Linked DNA regions of Mus musculus: all the other regions are linked to region 3. A link is a contact called in public HiChIP or PLAC-seq data. All regions are on one chromosome and are shown on one strand. Each heading gives the region's core, a stretch centred on a gene start, on an enhancer-like site or on the middle of the called end of the contact. The rest is flanking DNA. Distances are from core to core; before and after follow the strand shown.

Evidence for each region. HiChIP or PLAC-seq counts read pairs in DNA pulled down with a chosen protein or histone mark.
Region 1: a FOXA1 HiChIP or PLAC-seq map of pancreatic cancer cells shows a contact between it and region 3. The contact joins two enhancer-like sites. A contact is called at or near these places in 3 of 115 datasets of contacts at active chromatin or transcription factors (bone marrow-derived macrophages, embryonic stem cells and pancreatic cancer cells).
Region 2: a contact with region 3 is called in an HNF4G HiChIP or PLAC-seq map of pancreatic cancer cells. The contact joins two enhancer-like sites. A contact is called at or near these places in 1 of 484 Hi-C or Micro-C datasets (neutrophils), 2 of 115 datasets of contacts at active chromatin or transcription factors (effector CD8 T cells and pancreatic cancer cells) and 2 of 9 other capture datasets (liver and pancreatic islet).

What each region holds. Positions count from the first base shown.
Region 1 is chr11:118,361,334-118,364,871 of GRCm38.p6, forward strand. No RefSeq gene overlaps it. Among named protein-coding and RNA genes, the nearest start is that of Timp2, 7.7 kb to the left of the region's middle. Within about 2 kb of position 2,053, at least 259 of the 459 cell types and tissues checked have an H3K27ac peak or open chromatin away from gene starts, as enhancers often do. A contact at or near this core is called in bone marrow-derived macrophages and pancreatic cancer cells, where this site is marked.
Region 2 is chr11:118,321,415-118,324,927 of GRCm38.p6, forward strand. All of the region lies in intron 1 of Timp2 (tissue inhibitor of metalloproteinase 2), which reads right to left. Among named protein-coding and RNA genes, the nearest start is that of Cep295nl, 19 kb to the right of the region's middle. Within about 2 kb of position 1,522, at least 33 of the 459 cell types and tissues checked have an H3K27ac peak or open chromatin away from gene starts, as enhancers often do. A contact at or near this core is called in pancreatic cancer cells, where this site is marked.
Region 3 is chr11:118,151,063-118,154,744 of GRCm38.p6, forward strand. No RefSeq gene overlaps it. Among named protein-coding and RNA genes, the nearest start is that of Gm38514, 15 kb to the left of the region's middle. Within about 2 kb of position 2,074, at least 60 of the 459 cell types and tissues checked have an H3K27ac peak or open chromatin away from gene starts, as enhancers often do. A contact at or near this core is called in bone marrow-derived macrophages and pancreatic cancer cells, where this site is marked.

The DNA of each region.
Region 1 (3,538 bases), core at 803-3,302, 210 kb after region 3:
TAGCAGAGCCTGGACATGCAAACTGGGCTCAGCCCTGCCACAGCTTGACAGTGGACACACTAAGAAAGCATTTCCATAGAAGTTTCATTTCTTTTTTTAAAAAAAGATTTATTTATTATTATAGATAAGTACACTGTAACTGACTTCAGAGGTACCAGAAGAGGAGCTCAGTTCTCATGAGTGGTTGTGAGCCACCATGTGGTTGCTGGGATTTGAACTCAAGGATCTTTGGAAGAACAGTCAGTGCTCTTACCCTCTGAGCCATCTTGCCAGCCCAGAAGTTTCATTTCTTAATCCACACCTTTCATTTAGAGCCTGGCTTCTAAATCTTGGCCCGTTGGTGGGGCTTCAGGTACACAGCAGAGCAGCATTGACGAGAGGAGACTCAGCTTCCTTAGGATAGAGGCTGAGAACTTCTGGCCCTCACACAAATACTGTCCCGTGTGCATGCTGGAACTCATAGATGGTAAATTTGATCGACGGACTGACTGATTGACTAGTGGATTCAGAGGAAGAAATGGCTACAGATTTTTGGCTCTGAGTAAAGCAAGCAACAGAATGTTGGAGAGCGGCTTCTGCTCTGACGAGCAAGTAACACTCCGCTTAGGAACGAACCAGGGACCTGGAGGCCCAGGTGGGAGTCCTGTTCCACACTATCCACCCTGGTCAGGGACACAGGGAAGATAGGAGATATGATTAACTTACAGAGCCAGGCCTGGTAAGGTAGGTTCCTGTCGTCTCTGTGTGTGACACTGAATGCCTCTAATCCGAAAGGATGCTCACTGAGGCATCCGAGGCATCTGGGTATCAGGAGCTGGGGGTGGGTGGGATCAGGCGAGGGTGCAGGTTGTCAGTGACAGGACACCCCTCCCCCAGCTTTAGAACTCTTCCCTCTATGGCAGTGGGAAGGCCTTGGCCATAGCTCATCAAGTACCCGCTTTTAGGTGATGTTTGCTTGGCCCGCCGCTCCTTTCACTTTGGCTTTCCTGTTATCCTGTCCCATTCATCTTTAAAGAGAGGGGGGCTTGGCATCTCCCACAATATGGCTCCCCTTTCCCAGGTGTGCATCCCATAAGCCTGTGAACACAGCATTCCATAGCCAACCTGCAGGCAGCCTTGTGTAAGGCATAACTTCATATCATAGTGACAGTCCTGCCCCCACCCATGTTGGTAGGGGGACTTCAGACTGGAAGGGAGGAGGGATGGATGGAGAGAGGAAGGGGTGGGTAGAGAGAGGGAGGGTGTCCTGGTGGGGAACAGGAAGCCTTGTGATGCTTGGCCCCAAAGAATTGCCACATCTGAACTATGCTGGATGGGCCAGCATCCCAGAGGAAGGCTGACTTGACAGTGACCGCCCAGCTTCAGCCTGTGCACAGGCTGGTGTCACAGGGAGGGACTCTGCAGGGGCCAGGTCCCTCCTCTCTCTTCCTTGGGGCTTCCATCCTAAGAAGGAGGCAAAGCCAGGGATCTCTGCCCTTTTCCCAGAAAAGAGAGGGGTTTGGAGAGCAGGCTGCTGTGGCTTTGGATTCTTAAAAGTCTCTGGCTTCCCCTTCTCCTCCTCTGGCCCCCCTTCAGCCCCCGGCCCCTGTCTACCCCCTCCACCTCCCTTAACCCCATCCCTCCTCTGGTCCCCCCACCCTGTCCCTCCTGGGCTCTCTGGGACCCTCTAGACCAGTTCAGTGAAGCACTGAGGAATGTAGCTGATGCAGGGAGTGGACGCCCCTGGCTGCTCTCATTTCCTCATGCCCAGGCTATTTCCTCTTGGCCCTGGGCATGTGGTCATGTGCTTTTGCTCATGAGGAGCGGGTTGTGATGGGAACCCTCGCCCCTCTGCTCTGCCTTTCCCCAGGAAGCAGCCTCAGCAGGCAGGGAGGGGTGAGGGACCCCAGAGCTTGCTGCCCAGCTCAGCAGGGGTTGCCTGAGGGTGGTGGTTTCAGGTTCCCTGGCCCGCTAGTCAGCTAGTCTGGCTAGTCTCTCTAGTCCCGGATGGGAGGCTCAAGAGGCTCGGGTTTCCCCCGCCACCACCACCATCCTCTGCTTCCTTTGGTGTTGGGGAGTGACAGCCTTTGGCCATGATGTCATTACCTAATCCAAACAGAAGGGAGGCTGGGCTCTGTGGTGAGCTGCAGGCCAGCAGCGCTGAGTGCTACAGCATGGTAAGGCTGTGTAGAGAACCCACCCCTTGCATCTCCCAGGTCCTCTTTTCCTTTCTGCGCTCCTGACCAGCCTCCCTTCCCTTTCTTCTTTCTGGAGATGCTGTAGCATCCCTGTGTCACCACCCCTCAGCCAGGAGTGCACACAGGGCTAGATGCAAAGTCAGCCCTATTCTCTCCAGGGGCAGAAGGACCAGGCTTGGGGTGGGTCTCATCCTAGCAAAGCGATGAGGAAGAAGAGGGGGAGCGAGGTTTCCTGGGAAGGGAGGCATGGTGTCCTGCATCTCCTCTGCTGTCTGAAGTGCAGATCCAGCATCTCTCTGCTTTGCTACAGCCTGCTCAGCTCTCCCTCAGCTATAAAGGGCTGTTCGGCATCAAAGGCAAGAGGAACCACTCAGGACAGTGGTATCCATTTGTGCCTGGAGCTTCCTGGGTAGAAATGCGCCCTGTGACAGACCCTGTCATCTGGTTCTGTCCTGGTGTCCTGTGACCCGGGAACACAGGTGAAAGCTAGTCATCCTGCCTCCTCAGCCCCCTTCTCTGCTTCTCCTGGCTGCAGAGCTGTGCCACTGTGCTCACAGGTAAAGTCAGGGAAACTCAGGGTGACCACGGCTTCCAGCACAGAATCCCTGCTGGGGTCCCTGCAGAGGCAGGAGGATGCTGTGGGCTCTGCCTTAGCACCTGGTCATTTGTGCTATAATTTTGGTGCTGTGGGAAAGCAGGGAATGTCTGGGACATGTCCCTCTAGTCATTCTTGGTGGCCCCATTAAATATCTCTTCCCCGTGGAGCCCGCTCAGCCCTCACACTCTTCCACCTAAAATCCTGGCCATCTGAACACGATAGAGACTGTCCCAGTCCCAGACCTGGGATGGCATGGTGACAGAGAGTGGCTTGATGAGGGATAAAAAAGGACTGTGCCCAGTGACCTACCACAGTGGCCTTATTTTAGACTGCTGTGGCTTGTCTCACAGCTGACTTGTTCACAGGTCTATCCTCCCAATCCACTGAATATTTCTTTTACTTTGTTTTGTTGAGACAGGGTCCCTGGCTGGCTTGGAACTGACTTTGCAAACCAGACTGGCCATGAACTCACAGAGATCCAGCTGCCTCCAGAGCACTGGGGTTACAAGTATGTACCACCAGGCCAGCCTCTGGGTGAATGTCTCTTAAGGTTGTAGTTCATTTGCTCAAAAGTATTTCTTGGGCACACAAGCCATGTGCCAAGGCTGTTCTGAAGCTGGGGCTACAGATAAGCAGGATCTCTGTCCTCTTGTGTGGCACAGACCACCGCTCAGTAGGAAATAAAAGGCATGGGCTTTGAAGATGGCTCAGTAGGTAAAGTGAATTTGATCCTATGTAAGAGCAGAGCGTGGTGGCTGTGCCT
Region 2 (3,513 bases), core at 272-2,771, 170 kb after region 3:
TCCCCACCTTGGGTTTTGAGACAGGGTCTCTCACTGGCCTGGAGCTCAGTGAGTAGGCCTCTGGCCAGCAAGCCCCTGGGTCCACCCTGTCTTTTCCTTCCCAGTACTGGGATTACAAGTGCCTGCCACCGCGTGTGGCCTTCTGTAACGTGTATTTTATGAGAAGCAGGACATGGGGGTGGGAAAGCATATTAGTCAGGTTACAGTTAGTGACACTGGTGTGGCTCATAAACTTTAGACATCGATGGTAAGGAAGCAGGTCCTGTAGGAACTGTATCCCAGGCAACTGTATCCCAGGCAACAACAGCGCAGGTCCTGTAGGAACTGTATCCCAGGCAACAACAGCCTTAAAAAGTGATGTACAGAGACAGAACAAGAAAGTTCCAGAGTGGTATGGAACCTGATCATGCCCGACAGGACTCTTCTATCAGGAATCAAACCCCTGCTCCCTCCCTGGAGACCTCCCTCTGCACACCAGCAGTCGCTGTGACAGGCAGGCCTCCCTCTCTTTCACTTGGAGCTTATTACCTGGGCCAGGGCCTATTTAATGGCTTCTAAAGGCTTGCCCTTCAAATGGCAGTGGTGTAGGGTCGCTCTGGGCAAGTGTTTTGTCACTGGGCACATGAGATAAACAGAGACAAGGAGCAGGCAGTGCCGGCTCAGAGTCTCCAGTGGTCAGTTTGAGTCTTGGAAACTTGTGGCCAGGACTGTTTCCCACAGAGGCAGGGAGGTCCAGGCACGTGGGAGTGCCACCTGCTCTTCAGACCCCAGCACACTCTGGATCCCTCCCCATGAGTCTCACACCACAGCCCGGGCCCCACCCAGCTCCAAGGCCCATTAACTTTGGTGCTTTGGTCCTTCTGTGCAGCTGAGTAACCACTGGCCTGGCCACAAGGTCCTGTTTCCCAGCCTAAAGCAAGCCACCTGGCAGGCCACCCCACAACAAAAGGCCCTCTCTCGGTTCTGCGCCTTCTCCATAAACATTCCTGCAAAATACCTTCCCTTAACTTTTTGAGCCAGATGATGCACACTTTTAATCCCAGCACTGGGGAGGCAGAGGCAAGCAGATCTCTGAATTTGAGCCTAGCCTGGTTTATATAGCTAATTCCAGGACAGCCAGAGCTATACGTTCTGCAACATCACTTGGCCCTTGCTCTTTCCTAATCCATTTTGCTCCCTGGCCCCCACATGCTCGGATACCCAGATATGTTACTCCCCCCCCCCCAGAACAGAAAAGCTCTTCTACCCAAAATGCCACCTCTAGCTCCCTTCCCAGAGAACTTGCACTCAGCCTCGAGAAGCAGCCCTTCCTGGCTTCTCCCTGCAGTGGCTGCTGCTCTTCTCCCACACTATCTGGTGTAAATGCCTGTGCATCTGCCTGCTGAGAGGTCCTAACCGGTAGAGGCCATGCTATGGAACAGATGGGACTCAGAGAACATCTGCCAGATGGAGCTGGGCTGACCCTGACAGCCTCAGGATGGCAGCATGGGCATGGCTGGCCCTTGGTCCCCACTGTGTAATCTGTACAACCATCACTGTGCTTATGCAAATGTGTGAGCATGTTGGTAAATACTGCCCAGTGTTTGCTCTCTGTATAGCACTGTTGTCAGCTTGGAAACAAGACGGGACAGGGGTCTCAAAGGAGTGACTCACCTCCTTCTGCCTGTCTAGAGAACTTCTAGCCTTGTTTCTCAGTAATGGCCCATTATACTGCACCATGCTTACTCCTCCAATGTGTTCACTAAGGGCTGGGGCTGTAGCTTAGCCGGTGGAGGGCTTAAGTTGCCATCCACAAAGTCCTTAGCTCAAGTCCCACCACCTACAACTGGACATGGCATGTTCTTAGAATCTTAGCATTCCCTTGAACTATAGAGTTCTGAGGCTGGCCTGGGCTATTTGAGACCATGTCTCAACCCAAAACAAACAATAAATGTTCAATAAAGGCAACACCCTCTTGGCAATCAGAAAATAAGCCCAATGACTTCCAGACAGCCAAAAGCTCTCCTTTCTCTCCCATAGAACCTAGGATTCAATACTGCTGTCTCATGGAAGTCCCCAACTTCCCACACCGCCGTTGAGTCCCTGACATGATCTAAGCCGAAAGACTGAGTGAGATACAATCAGGTGCGCGCATTTGTGTGAGAGGCGCTGCTGCAGAGATGAACTCTGACAGTCGTGATCCTCAGAGACCATTTGACGGTGCAGGTGACACAGATGTCACCAGCTTGTGTCATATTGTGATGGTGAGGGCTAGTGAGGCCCTGGGCAGGGCATACAGTGCTAGGGACACATTGAAAACAGGGCAAATTTCTCTGCTCCTATAAGACAAAGACCTGGACGCTGGCCCTGGTCCCGTGACAGTCAGATGGGCCAGGACAGTATGTGACTGTGTGCTCACTTTGCTTCAGGGATGAAGGCCATCTACTTTCTTTTTTGAAAATCTCATATGAGAGGAGACGGATGAGCTGAGAGTCTGGGGTAGACACAGGATTTTCAGGCTAGAACATTAATGGGGACACAGTTCTGGAGTGTTTGTAGGGAGTGGGGAGGGGCAGACATGGAGAATCTCCATTGACAACTGGGCTGCTTCTAGGTAGCCAGGAACCACAGGTCTGGGTTAAACCTGGGTGGACACTCCTCTCCCACTTAACGGTCCTGTTGCGAGACAGGGCCGGCACTGTTGAGTACAGCAGACATGGGTCTTAGCTCTTATCTGGTGAGAACACTGGATGGAGGAGGAGACCGGGGAGATTGTCCCAGTAAAAGCCTTCACCGCCCTGGTCTTAGATCACTCTGATCTAGGCAGTGGGCAGACAGATGGACAGGAAAGGAGAGGAAATAGAGAATCCTCTAATAGGAATAGGAATAACCCCTAAACCACACACACAGCAGTGGTCATCACTGTGACCTCTGGGGCTGTAGAGAAGGGAAACCCATCACAGATGGGCAGCCTTCCTGAGTCCCCGGCCATTTGAAGGCCAGGGAAGTGCAGAGACTCAGAGAATATGGAATGAACTAGAAGCAAGGCATGGGTGACTGTTGACTGAACATTTACAGGCTAGGCTCGGGGCAGACACCAGAGTGGGACCAGCTATATCCAGTCCTGTCCCACTACCTACCCACGAAGCTGGACACAGCAGCATGAGGCTCGTGTTTAAGTGCTTTGTGCCCCCACCCCCTGCAGCTCAAAATTTGCTTTCTCCTCTTTTCCTTCTGCTAAGCCAACATCTGGGTTTGCCATTGAAAGTGCTACACTGGCTGATGGATTCGCTGCCAGATGCTGGCTACTGGAATGCACAAGCGCTGACTTAATTCAAAGCACACACAACCGCAGAGCCCCTACCCCCATCCCTCTGGCTGAGGACACCGCATGATGTCACTTCCCCCTCCAGGAGCCTGCAAAAACAATCCCAGTGTACCCAGCAGAAGGGGATGGAAAAGACCTAGGTGGGTGTTGAGGTCACTGGTAATGAGCCAAAGATGATGGGCCATGTTTGCATTTGACAGTAACAA
Region 3 (3,682 bases), core at 824-3,323:
TCAGCTTTGCTGCCATTTTGTGGCCATTCAGCAGGATCCCCTCTACTTGCTCAAGCGAGTGATCAACAATTCATTAAGTTCTTCTCAGAGAGAGGCCACAGAAGGCAGACACAAGACTGTCTTCCAGGGCACAGTGGACTGACACGGCTACTTGACCTAGGAATAAGAGTCAATGAACCCCCATGTCTCTGATGGCGCCCAACACTGGGAGACCAGTAAAGGAGGAGATGTCAAACTTCCCAGTGTGCCACAACCTGATGCCACCAGAGCGACCACTACCACCTCCCCACTACATCCCTTTCCATAGCCCTAACAGCCAGCCTGAGGGCGTGGCTGCTTAGGAGGGGACAGACAACCACCAGAACAGCTGTGCTCCTGACCAGCCAGTGCCTAGTACTGAACAGGGGCTGATGTTTATCTGAGAGCAACAAAGTTAAATCAGTTGGTTATAAGTGGGGGAAAATGCCTGACAGACTTGTTTACAGGTGAAGTTAAATTTGGTTTTCTTGTTGCTAAGCAGGAGAGAGAGGCACTGTCAAAGGAGCTGAGGAGGTGTAAAAATAGAACTTGGCGTTTGCACACGGCTGACTGGGAAAGGTGGATTCATACACCCCCAAGTCAGAGAGATGCAGCACACATGTTAAACCTGTGCTACAGCAGAACCTTAACCAACTGCACCCCAGGGACGCCAGGGCTGCAGCTAAAGAGGCAGCAACCATGGACCACCCCTCCTGATCCCAAGGACAAGGACAACACAAGTCACATCAGAAACAAACAGAATCCAGCCATTTGAAAGATCAATGGGACTGAAGAAATGGCTCAGAAGTTAATAGCACACACCATCTCTTTCAGAGGACCCACGTTTGGTTTCTAGAACTCCAGTTAGGCAACTCATAACTGCCTGTAACTACAGTTCTGGGAAATCTGGTGCCCTCTACTGACCTCTGTGGGCACTGCACTCACGTGGTGTACATTCTCTCTCTCTCTCTCTCTCTCTCTCTCTCTCTCTCTCTCTCTCTCTCTCACACACACACACACACACACACACACACACACACACACACACACACTTAAAAATAAATAACACTTAAAAGAAAATACAAGATTAGCAAGCTGGGCATAGTGGTATGTGTCTGTAAACCCAGGACTCAGGTGCTAGAAGCAGGTTGGATCTTGACTTTTAGGCCAGCCTGGGGTAAGACCTGGTCTCAAAAAAAGACAAGAAAACAAACAAAAATCAACAAAACAAACAACTGGCTAAAAATATTAGTCAAGATAAAAATTTAAAAATACTAATTAGGATCAAGAATATAAATTTGTGCAGGTCGGTGGTGGCGCACGCCTTTAATCCTAGCACTTGGGAGGCAGAGGCAGGCGGATTTCTGAGTTCGAGGCCAGCCTGGTCTACAAAGTGAGTTCTAGGATGGCCAGGGCTACACAGAGAAACCCTGTCTCAAAAAAACAAAAAACAAAAACAAAAAAAACAAAAACAAAAAAACAACAACAGCAACCCCCCCAAAACAAACAAACAAACAAACAAACAAACAAACAAACAAAAAACAACAAAAACCGACCAAACAAACAAGAATATAAACTTGATTATAACTATGCAGAATATATAGTATAGATCTGCATAGACTTTTCTCAGAAATAACTGCTTATTCTATAGGATCTCCAAATGGGATTTCCCACCCATGTGCTCATCCAGAGATGCAGAACTCCATCTCCTCTTGGCCCTCACATCTATTACAAGCTCTTCCTGGATTCTTGTCCACCCTGACATTGAGCACTGTCAGACCACAGGACACAGATAACCATGGGGACACAGGCAAAGACAATGAGCCTCAGGAAGGCAGGGAATGGGAAGCAACCAGCCATCCTAGGAGAAATGAGACATCACAAAGGGTACCCCTTTGTGTTTAACTGTGTTTAACTTAGTTTAACTGTGTCCCTGCCTCTCCACACGCACAGACTGAAGTGCTAGCAGGCGACCACATCTCCATATCTATCTATGGCTAGCATCAATACTGTGGTGGTTAAGATGAGGTCATGTTGGAGTTGGTGGGCCCAGATCCAACATGACTGGCGTCTTTACGCAAAGGGAAATGAGGTCATACACAGAACAGCACATGAATATGCAGGGCTTAGGCAACAGAAGCAACAGCCACATCAGCAGTCAGGAGCCCCAGAGGAGACACCCAGCAGAGGCCTTACTCTGACTTAGGGCCTCCAGAATTCCAGGTCACCCTACAGGTTCTGACAAACCTCCTGGGCACAAGCAATGTCCATGTCTTTAGGATAGCACACAGGATCTAAGCAGGGCACACTTGTAGGCCAAGTGGTAAATTTAGTGCATGACAAAGCCTGCGTAAGAGCAGGATGGGAAGTAAGGGCCTGGGGGCCCTGAGGAGACTCAAGACCCTAGACTCCTCACAGCTAGGGGCAGAACTCATCTGCTTCAAAACTGATGCTGTGCCCCACTGAGTTCCTTTTGGAGTTCAAGGACAGTTCAGTGGCCAATGGTCATTTCAACAGCCTGGCTGCAGAGTGCAATGAATTCTATTCATTTGTATTTTTATGCTTGGTATTTATTTATTTTTGCTTGACTACATTTTAGGATGAATTCCACACAGTACATGACATGACCAGATTTGACTCATAGACCAGTAGGAACTGGCTGGCAATACCCTTAGCTCATGCTTTGCCCCCACAAAGCTCTCAGCCATGGAAAATTAAACTGATTATGTACAGGCCCAAGGCACACATCTGAGGGTGAGATGGGCGGAGTTAGGTCAAATGTGTGTTGGACTGCAGTCTGTTGAGAACACCATGAATGGTCCTCTGCTCCAGGTCACACTGGGTCCATTTAATGCTATCTAAAGGGGAGAGACAGACAGGCACACGTAGAGCCTCAAGGACAATCACTAGAGGCTTTACCACAGCTGCTACAGACAGGTGCTGGGTGAGAGCAAGCGGGTGTTTAGGACCCCTCCATCCACCGGCATGCAGGGCAGGGAAGGGCTGTGAGGGTGAACAGGAAGCTGTCCACTTTCCTGCCACATGAAGTTCTCCTTAGCTCTTTCACACCCATGAACTTTAAAAGATGCTCTGTGTGGGGTGGTGGTGTAGGTGCCAATGCACCATGGGACTTGTGTGACAGTCAGAGGGCAGCAGCCTTCCATCTCCTTGGAGACAACATGTTTTCTTACTCGCTATGCTGTGCTTCAGGCTAGCTGGCTCACGAGCTTCCATTCTTCCTCCTTCCAGGTGGAGGTGTTCGGCCTCCACCCCTTGCAGATGTGCAATATTGTATCTGGCTTTATGTGGGGTCCAGGGAACTGAACTCAGGTCCTCATGCCTGAGATGCAAGCACTTTACCCACAGAGCCATCTCCCCAGTCCCAGCTCTGTGTACTTCAGCCAGCTTGATTCTGGAACCGTGATAAAGGACTACGCTCAATGCAAAGAAGTGCAACCAGCTGAACATACAGCAAGGTATCAATAGAAAGAAAAAGTCAGCTTTTCCCAATTTCTTGTATCTCTTTTCTCTTCTTCAAGATGCACTAGAGCGGCACTTCATACTGACCTGGGATTCTGTCTGTCTCTGTGATGTAACTGGAGTGGGAGCCCATCTGTGAAGTTTCTGTTTTTTGACCCAGCAGACCTGGCTTCCTTTCTTTGGC